Linked DNA regions of Callithrix jacchus: region 1 is linked to region 2. A link is a contact called in public Hi-C data. All regions are on one chromosome and are shown on one strand. The core of a region is the stretch at or near the end of the contact, and the rest is flanking DNA. Distances in the headings are between cores, read along the strand shown.

Region 1 (4,758 bases), core at 248-2,747, 480 kb after region 2:
ACCAATATGCACAATATGCAGTCTGTGGATGACTATCTGCTCAGAAATGGCCAGCAACAAATAGGAATACCAAGTTTGTAATTCCAGATTAATTACTGTCACCTCCAACTAGTGACTAGTCTTTTTATTTTCCAGTTTTCACAAAACTTTTATTTTTTAATTGATATATGATATTTGTACATATTTACGGGGCACATGTGACATTTTGTTACATGCATAGAATGTATGAGTCTGTTACATGCATAGAATGTGTAATGATAAAGCATACATAGATGCACAGATAAATGCATAGAATGTGTAATGACAGGCCAGGTGTGGTGGCTCAGGCCTGTAACCCCAGCACTTTGGGAGGCTGAGGCGGGCAGATCATGAGGTCCGGAGTTCGAGACCAGCTGGCCAACATAGTGAAACCCCGTCTCTACTAAAAATACAAAAAATTAGCCAGGCGTGGTGGCACGTGCCTGGAATCCCAGCTACGCGGAAGGCTGAGGCAGGAGAATCACTTGAACCCGGGAGGTGGAGGTTGCAGTGAGCCGAGATAGCGCCATTCCATTCCAGCCAGCCTGGGTGACAGTGCAAGACTCCGTCTCAAAAAAAAAAAAGTGTAATAACGAAAGTCAGGGTATTTAGGGCATTTCAAAGCCAAATTTGAGTGCCTACTCATTTGCCTCACTGCAACATTGAGTCTAATGTCTACATTCCAGAAGTTAGGTGTACTAGGAATACTACTTCATCTGAATGCACCAAAGGATAATCTCCGAAATACTCCTTTACCTGGACAGGGTGGGGGAAGGAAGCAAGAGACGTGGAGAGGAACGGGGCGACGTCCTGGCCCTCTGTTGACCTCCGTGCCAGGAAGAGGGACCCAGGATGTTTGAGAGTTCTCCTACCAGCCTTAAGCACCTACAGAGGCGTCACTCAGTGCGCAGCTGCACCCGCTAAGTTTTAAAGACGCGTTGCCCCCAGCAGCGGGTTTGGACCCCAGATCGCACCTACACTGGCCCCGGCATCTTCCCGCGGGTGGAGCCCAGGTGCGCGCAAGGCCCTACCACCCTCCCTCGCCCGCGGGAGCTTCTTCTTTCCCGGAACCGCCCGGCCTGGCGCGAGGCCTGCCCCGGGAGCCCCGCGGTGACGCTCGCCGCGCTCACCTCCTCGCTGTGCGTGGACGGACACTTCTTCCGCAGGCGGCCCCAGTTCAGCAGGTTCCCTGTCTGCAGGTGCAGGGTGCGGGCCCGCGCCAGGAGCGCCTTGGCCGCGCGGCTGTCGGTGCCCATAGCAGCGGCTGCCAGGGGCGAGCGGCGACGGGGCTGCGGGCGGGCAGGCAGGCGGCCGCCCCACGGGACGCGGGGCCAGAGGCCCGAGGGAGGCCCGAGAGGGAGCGCGAGGCTGCCGGTGCCGCGCGGCTGGAGCCCGGCCTGCGATCGGGCCCGAAGGAGGCCAAACGGCGGCGGCTGGAGAGGAAGGCACCGGTGGCTGCGGCTGTGACTCAGGTTACTGCGGCCGCTGAGAGAGAGCTGACGGTAAATTGAGGGAGCTGTTTCCTGGAAGACAATGACTAAGCAGAAATCGCGGCAGAGAAAGTGCTTCGTAACCGTTACTCGTCCAGCTGCGGGGCAGGGGCGGGGCGCGAATGGGCTGCGGGACGCCGGCCCGCGAGTGACTGGCCCTCAGCCTGAGGCGGGCGTGGCGACAGGCGGTGCGCGGCGGGCGAACGGGCCGAGAGAGCGGGGCTGCGCGGCCGGGTGCGCAGCGCGCGGCAGGGCTCCCCCTGGCGGTCAGAGGACGGCGCTCCGCAGACGCCGCCTACGCCTGGTGCGGGCTCCAGGCGCTCGGATCGTGGCTCCGCCCGCCGCTCCCAGGCTGCGGGTTTCCATCTCTTTAAAGGGCCACCTGAGAGGCCACCAGGCTCAGAGATACTACCTGGTTTTTGTTCTCAGAAGCAGGTGTTAATACGCAAGCATCCCCTTCTTTTCGCTTTGCTACGTTCAAGGACCTTCTCCCAAACTACTAGTTTTTCTTCCTGTCCATTAATTAAAGGTCTATTGATTCACACTATTTGCTGGCAGTGTATGAAGTCAATGAACAAGACTGTGTCTTTGTCCTTGAGACACGTAAACTCTACCCAGAGACAAGGCCTAAGAACAGGAAACAAGTAATTTTATATCATAAGGCAGTTATTCTCCAGATGAATTCAGATTAAAGAGGGCATTTGAGCCGGTGAGATCACAGAAAGCTTTTATCACCCACCCCTTTAGAGGTGGTCGAGATTATTTACCCCTATTAAATTTCACATGTGGTGGTGGACTCAGTGTAAACATCAACTTGAACATTTGTTGAGCTTTCCTCAACAATCTTTCACTTTCGTTGAGGCGATCAGATTATTAAAGGCAAAAGGAGAGTCTCATTATAAGTGGGGACAATAGCCATTGAAAAGAGAGATGAACCAGTTGGTAAAATAGTAAGAATTAGGGGAGGAATGGAAAAAAAGATCCTTCTAGGAAGTTAGAAATTGAGCCTAATGTTATCATTAGAGTGAACCAGCAACCAACAGAATGGGAAAAAATTTTTGCAATCTACCCATCTGACAAAGGGCTAATATCCAGAATCTGCAAAGAACTAAAACAGATTTACAAGAAGAAAACAAACAAACCCATTCAAAAGTGGGTGAAGGACATGAACAGACACTTTTCAAAAGAAGACATATATGAGGCCAACAAACATATGAAAAAATGCTCATTATCACTGGTCATTAGAGAAATGCAAATCAAAACCACATTGAGATACCATCTCACTCCAGTTAGAATGACAACCATTAAAAAACCTGGAGACAACAGGTGCTGGAGAGGATGTGGAGAAAGAGGAACACTTTTACACTGCTGGTGGGAGTGTAAATTAGTTCAACCATTGTGGAAGACAGTGTGGCGATTCCTCAAGGATCTCGAAATAGAAATTCCGTTTGACCCAGCAATCCCATTACTGGGTATATATCCAAAGGATTATAAATCATTCTATTATAAAAACACATGCACATGTATGTTCATTAAGGCACTGTTTACAATAGCAAAGACCTGGAACCAACCCAAATGCCCATCAATGATAGACTGGACAAGGAAAATGTGGCACATATACACCATGGAATACCATGCTGCCATAAAAAATAATGAGTTCATGTCCTTTGTAGGGACATGGATGAATCTGGAAACCATCATTCTCAGCAAACTGACACAAGAACAGAAAATCAAACACCACATGTTGTCATTCATAGGCGGGTGTTGAACAATGAGAACACATGGACACAGGGAGGGGAGCATCACACACTGGGGTCCGTTAGGGAGGACTAGGAGAGGGGCAGTAAGAGGTAGGGAGGTTGGGGAGGGATAACATGGGGCGAAATGCCAGATGTAGGTGACAGGGGGATGGAGGCAGCAAACCACACAGCCAAGTCTCTCTGTATTTCAGTTTCTCTAAACCATGAAGAGGATACTTTGAACCACATGAAACTGCCCATAATTGACTATTTTTAACCCACAGAAATGGAAAGTCCCCATGGTTCCACCAAATACAATACTTACCACATTGGGCAGATGTGAGGAATTAATGAAGAGGCATGAAAAGCCCTTAGTAAATGCCCAGTAAGTGAGAGCTCCTATTATTAATGCCTCTACTGTTTCCCCATTACAATCCAGTTCTTACAACATTGGTAAATATATAACATGAATGCATAGAAGGCATTGCGTTGTGTTTTTGAGATTTGCATATGTAAACTCATTTGCTCTTCGCAGCAACTCAGTTAAGTAACTTGTTGAAAATCTTAGTTAGTAATTAGTATTGTGGCCACAATCAAAACCTAGATGATTCAACTTCAAATTCTTCACTCTTCCATACTACAGATAATTTAAATTCTTGAATGTGCTTATACATGATTTATATGTCTTTAATGCCTGTACAGCTTTAATTTACTACATATTTGCTCTTAATGATACCCTTGCCATAGCACCACAGTTCTTAGGAAGGGAAATTTAATCTTCTAAACCTATTTTGGGGAAAAACCAGGGGAATGCAAATCAGAACTTGATTATATAGTCATCTTTAGTAAGTTATTTTTCTCCTATCTAGAAAAGAGAGATAATATTGATAACATTTCTATCTTTGGGAATATATATATATTTTTAGTTGCTTTAAAGCTCTTCTACAAGTGCTGTATAAATACAATGTCACTAACTGGCTGCTGTTTTTTTTCATTCTTGACATGTACAGGATCTGATATTCAACTGTTTTTGTTTTCCTTTTAATAAAAAAACACTCTTCTAGGACAGGCGCCATGGCTCACACCTGTGATCTCATCATTTTGGGGAGGCTGAGTTGTGGGGATCACTTGAGCCCAGCAGCTCAAGACCAGCCTGGGCAATAAGAAAGACCCCCATCTCTACAAAAAAATTTAAACATTAGCCATGCGTCTGTCATCCCAGCTATTTGGGAGGCTGAGGTGGGAGGATCATTTGATCCAGTGAGGCAGAGGTTGCCGTGAGCTGTGATTGTGCCACTGCACTCCATCCTGGGAGACAGAGCAAGACCCTGTCTCAAAAACATAAAAACAAAACAAAACAGTCTCTTTGTGTGTCCTGTAATATCCTGCATCACTTTCCCCAATGTATTTGATCACAGAACACATTTGAAATTATAATATACTGTTGGAAGCCCATCAGGAGCTCAAGCTTTAAGTGTTTAGAACAAAGCAAACAGCAAAAAAAAGTCTCA
Region 2 (5,164 bases), core at 1,495-3,994:
CCAACACTTTGGGAGGCCGAGGTAGGAGGATCACTTGAGTCCAGTAATTTGAGACTAGCCTGGGCAACATTGTGAGACCCCTGTCTCTACAAAATAAGTAAATAAATAAAAATAATAAAAGTAGCCAGGTGTGGTGGTGTGCCTGTTGTCCTAGCCATTTGGGATGCTGAGGTGGGAGGATTACTTGAGTCTGAGAGGTAGAGGCTTCAGTGAGCTATGATGGTGCCACTGCACTCCAGCCTGGATGACAGAGCAGACTTTGTCTCAAAACAAAAACAAATAAGAAAACCCTTGATGCTCCCAAATCTAACTTTTTGAAGAGAAATGAATTGTTTTAAGTGTGGAATCCTGCTTCAGTACCTTGGAAGAAGAAAAAAAAATCTTCATATAGGAGGTAAGCTTTATTTAGGTAAACAGTATGGTTGAGAATTTTAATGTGAACAGATTACTTTACTTTAAAAGAGAAATCCTGGCTGGGCATGGTGACTCACGGCTTGTAGTCCCAGAACTTTGGGAGGCTGAGGGGGTTGGATCTCTTGATCCCAGGAGTTTGACACTAGCCAGGGCGGGGCAGCAATGGCAAAACCACATCTCTACAAAAAAATCCAAAAAATTAGCCACGTGTGGTGGTGCGAACTTGTAATCCCAGCTCCTTGGGAGGCTAAGGCAGTAGAATTGCTTGAGCCTGAAAGGTGGAGGTTGTAGTGAGTCCAGATGGAGTCACTGCACTCTAGACCATTGAGGGGGCGGGGCGCGGGGGAAGAGATAAATTCTTTAACTTTGGTTTAAATTGTACTCTGTAGGTCTTAGCTTTTATGACAATACTTAGATATAATAAATCTTGGTATTGCTGTGGTTCTAAATAATGAGACATTCATTTAATAAATCAATTTCCTGCCTCGGTGCAGTGGCTCACGCCTATAATTCCAGTACTTTGGGAGGCCGAGATGGGCAGATCACTTGAGGTCAGGAGTTCGAGACCAGCCAGGCCAACATGGTGAAACCCCGTCACCACTAAAAACACAAAGATTAGCTGGGTGCTGTGGTGGGCACCTGTAATTGCAGCTACTTGGAAGGCTGAGGCAGGAGAATTGCTTGAACCCCCGTGGGGAGGTGGGGCAGGGAGGGTTGCAGTGAGCCCAGATCACCTGGGGCGACAGAGTGAAACTCCGTCTCAAAAAAAAAAAAAAAAAAAATCAATTTTCTCTTACTAATTAATGTTACTTGCGATTGCAAAATACATTTGTAATTCTATGGAGTGAGATGAAGTGATAGGAGAGGCGGTTAGCAGTGTTAGGTGATATAAATAAACGAATAAATTCTATTTGAAATAGAGGCAATGTAGAAAAATTGTAGGAAGTGTTGTTGAATGCTTCAGTCTTTTCATTGCATGGTACACTTAAGCATTTAAAAATTGGCTATACCACTTGGAAGAGGGCATTTGTATGCTTAAACTGGCCTCAGAGAAGGACAGCAGAGAATTTAGGAAGATTAGCAGCTGGACTGTTAGGCGAACTCAGGCTGTTGGCCTCAGGAGCGCAGCTAGGCAAGGACAAGGATTAAGCGGAAGAAGTTGGAACACCTGTGCAGGCCAGTTAGAGGAGGAGTTTCAATGCTGACAACCTGTTGGGAGAGCTTCCTAAGACACCCAGCTGTCGTGATGCACTGAGGAGTACTCTGCTAGTTGACTGGTTTGAAGTGTCTGTGCGCTTGCTTGCTTTAGGAGACGAGCTATTAATACTAAAGCATATGTTAGGGAGTTGCTCAGGGTACTTGATATCTAGTAGCACCAGCCAAGCTCGCTGACAGCCTTCCCATGGAGATAGGCCAGGAAGTAGCTCCACAGAAAAAAAAGGAAGTAGTGGACCTGCCTCCAAGGTTCCGATACTGGGAGGTGAGAGAGATCTGAAGTTCTGAATAGGCTGTTTACACTACCGGAGAGGAATCTGGCTCTCATCCAACCCCCACCCATGAGGTGCCCATTTCAGACACCGGGCGAGCTGCCTTCTCATTTTCCGCAGGTGACAGCTCGGCTCACATTTGTCCACGTCTTCCACATCGTGCCTTGGCAACATCCCCAGATGACTACTGGAAGAGCTGTCTCTTTTTATGATTTCATGACAGAATTTATAAAATTAAAATATTTAATTAAAGACAGAATCGGGGACATGTTGCATTCACATTCGATGTTCAACCTGTGCACATTTTGGTGATTCCCAAGAATATCACGCCGAAGCATCAGGCTCGAAAGGACAAATCACCTTAAACGCCAAGATTTTAAATAATAAAACACAACTCTCCTCAATCTAAACCCTAGGATTTGGATGATGTTTCCCGGACAGGGTTTCTCCCGAGAGGAGACAAGAGGCAGGAAAGGCAGGTAACTGAAATTGCCTCTTGTAAAGGGGCTCAGCGCAGAGAAGGGGTGAGATAATAGCGGCGGTGGGGATCTTTTCCCTTCTCTCGCTTTCTATCTTGGAAACAAGGGTCCGAGTGGCGGCCGCGGCGGGGCAGTCCAAGCTCCGGGGTACCGGCGGGAGGAGACTCAACCAGCGAGAGGGGCCCGCAGGGGGACCCCGCCGGCGGTGGCCAGGAGAGCCCAGGTCCTCCGCGATCCCAGGATGCACTGCTCCCCGCCCCCTCCCCGCGCCGCGTTCCACCTCCCCTCGGCCCGGGCCCCCTCCCGCCCACCTCGGGGAGGCGGGGACGCGGCGGCGGCGGCGCCTTCTCCAGTCGCGTCTTTCGCACTCACTGGGGAGCCCGGCGGTGGCGGCACCTTTCGAGGCAGAGCCTCTTAGCTGCGAGCCCGCCGGCCAGTGAGAGGACGGATAGACTGGCGGCGGAGCCGACAGACGGACGGACAGCGGCACAGCCAAACGGCCAGAGACGCCTCAAGTTCCGCCATGAGCTGGGGAACGGAGCTGTGGGTGAGTGGAGGAGAAGGGGCGCCCCGTGTGGACCCCGGTCTCCGAAAAGCACGGGTTGGGCGGGCGCCGCGGACTCTAGGCGGTGAGAGCGCGCACCGCCGTCCTCGGCCCGGCGCTGGCGGAGGATGGGGGTCCCGCTCCTCTTTGTGTGCAGACTCCTCTTTCCTTCTCGGCCGGGGGTCGACGGGGCCGCTAGTCCGCACTCCCGCCTTTGCCGCCGCGGTGGGGCTCGGGCTGCGCCCGGGACGGCCTGGGGAGCAGCCCGCGGGCTCCCTCGTCTGCCCGGATCGTCTCTCGTACCTTCTCACTCCTCCGCCTTCACTTTCCTGACGCCTGGCTTCGCGCCAGGCAGCTCGCCTCTCCCTTTGTATCTCTCCGCCTGCAGGCGGGGGAGGGGGGTCCATTGTCCCCAAGGGGCGCTGTTGGAGGGCAAGGAGGGGACCGGCCGCGGTCTCTAGCCCGGGCCAGGGTCCGTGGGGCTAGGGCGTCGCCGGGCTGCGGCGGCGTGGGGAGCGGGGAGGCGCCGCCCAGAGCCCTCGCCCCAGGTATGGGAACCCGGGCGGCTTTGTTCGGAGCCCGGCCTCGGGCCAGCCAGGCCTAGCCCACACGCCCATTTCCCTTTCCCTGCCACTGTGCTTCGGGCGGGCACAGCTTCGGTGGACTCCTGTTTGGCCACCCCCCGCTGCAGCCTTTGGCCGGTGGGTTGGTTTTGGGGGCTGAATTGATAAATCGAGTGATCGATGGGTAAGGTAATTTTGCTTAAAGGAGCGTACGGTTTCCCTGTTGCTTGACTTGCTCCTCCGTTCTTTATTCTCATTCGTCCTTTCTCCTTCGTTCTCTCCTTTTCTTTCCTCCCCGTCTTTCTTTGGCACCGGAGGCTCCAGACAATGCCCAGAGTCTGGCCAAGGTACGGGCGGAGGGTAATAGGTCGGAGAATTTGCTCCCGGCGCCGGCGCGGAAGGGTGGAGGTGTGGAGGGCAGTGATTTCTCAGGTGCGGCCGGGGGAACTGGGGGCGTGGGGGCGCTGTCCCGAGAGCTGCCTGGCCTCAGCCACTCCCCTTTTTATTCCACCTGTGCCTGTTTTCCTTTCCTTTTGTTCGCGAGGATCTCGTGAAATCACTGCAGAGAAAGGGGAGAAATAACTTTTGAGTATGTATGTGCCCGACTACGGTGGGAGTGAAAGCCGATCGGTTAATTGAAAGGCAAAATGTTTTCCTATTTTTCACGTCTACTCTTGGATTGGAAATCTTAGAACTGAGAGACTTTAGAGTCTATCTAGTGAATGCTTAGCCAGCCAGGAATCTCTTGTGCAACATTCTGGACAAGTGCTTACCCAGTCTGTAAACACACCACCCAAGAGAAAATACCTTAGGAGCCCTTTCATTCCGCTTCTTAGATAGCATTAATTGTTCTTATATTGGGGAGGATTGTGTGGTACATGAATTATGTAAAGTTTAATCCTTTTACATTGATTAGTTTCTCAGGCATTATTGGCCTTTTTTCCTTACACTTTGTGCATTCTGTAGTTGATTTTAGTGAGTTATCAATGAAAGGAAATGGATATAGTTTTATTGTCAATGTTTTAAATTTTTTCATGCTTACTAGAGTGCATTCATCCATTTTTATAATTACAAAATAATTTAATGTTTGCCTACTTAAATGACTCGTGCTTCAAAGGAAACCAAAATGTAAGCAGAATACTTTAAAAAAAGTAAACATAGGAAAACAGTGGAGGCATATTATTTAGATTTAACTCTTAAGATTTTTAAAAAAATTCACCTTGTATAACACAAAAGAAAAAGTTTAAGGGAAAACAATATTTTAGTGAACAAAATGTGATTTTAAAAGCTATTTAAAAAACTTACAGTATTACATAAGAAAACTGTTCCATTCCTCTACTGTCTCCTGTAATTTGGTTATTTACTTTTAGCATTTAAATAGTTTTTCAGCAATCTGAAAAGATGAACTGTAGAAAAGATGGGAATTTTTGTTCTAACTAAAATTTGTTTTGTGTCCTTTGGAAATTCTGAAAAAATCTTTTTAATTTTTCTTAACATTTAGTGCATCTCTATATTTTAAGATTTTTAGTTGTATGAGGATTTGAGGGAAACACTTAACTAAATAATTTAGAATGTAGTAATATTAACTTGATGTCTAAAACTTAGATAAGTAGAACTTGGTGCGGAGGACTATTGTTGGGACTAGAAGAAATCTTAGAAAAATTTGAGTATACTTCC

What was found. A called contact is a pair of places that touch in the nucleus more often than the background predicts.
Region 1: a Hi-C map of skeletal muscle shows a contact between it and region 2, with 5 times the contacts expected there. The contact joins the promoter of GCLM here to the promoter of FNBP1L in region 2. A contact is called at or near these places in 2 of 3 Hi-C or Micro-C datasets (both in skeletal muscle).

Annotation. Positions count from the first base shown.
Region 1 is chr7:131,813,191-131,817,948 of calJac240_pri, forward strand. GCLM (glutamate-cysteine ligase modifier subunit) reads right to left here and starts at 1,498. Exons shown (of 7, transcript XM_002751115.6): 1 at 1,149-1,498. The coding sequence starts at 1,274.
Region 2 is chr7:131,333,301-131,338,464 of calJac240_pri, forward strand. It overlaps FNBP1L (formin binding protein 1 like), which reads left to right and starts at 2,745. Exons shown (of 17, transcript XM_078332520.1): 1 at 2,745-2,927.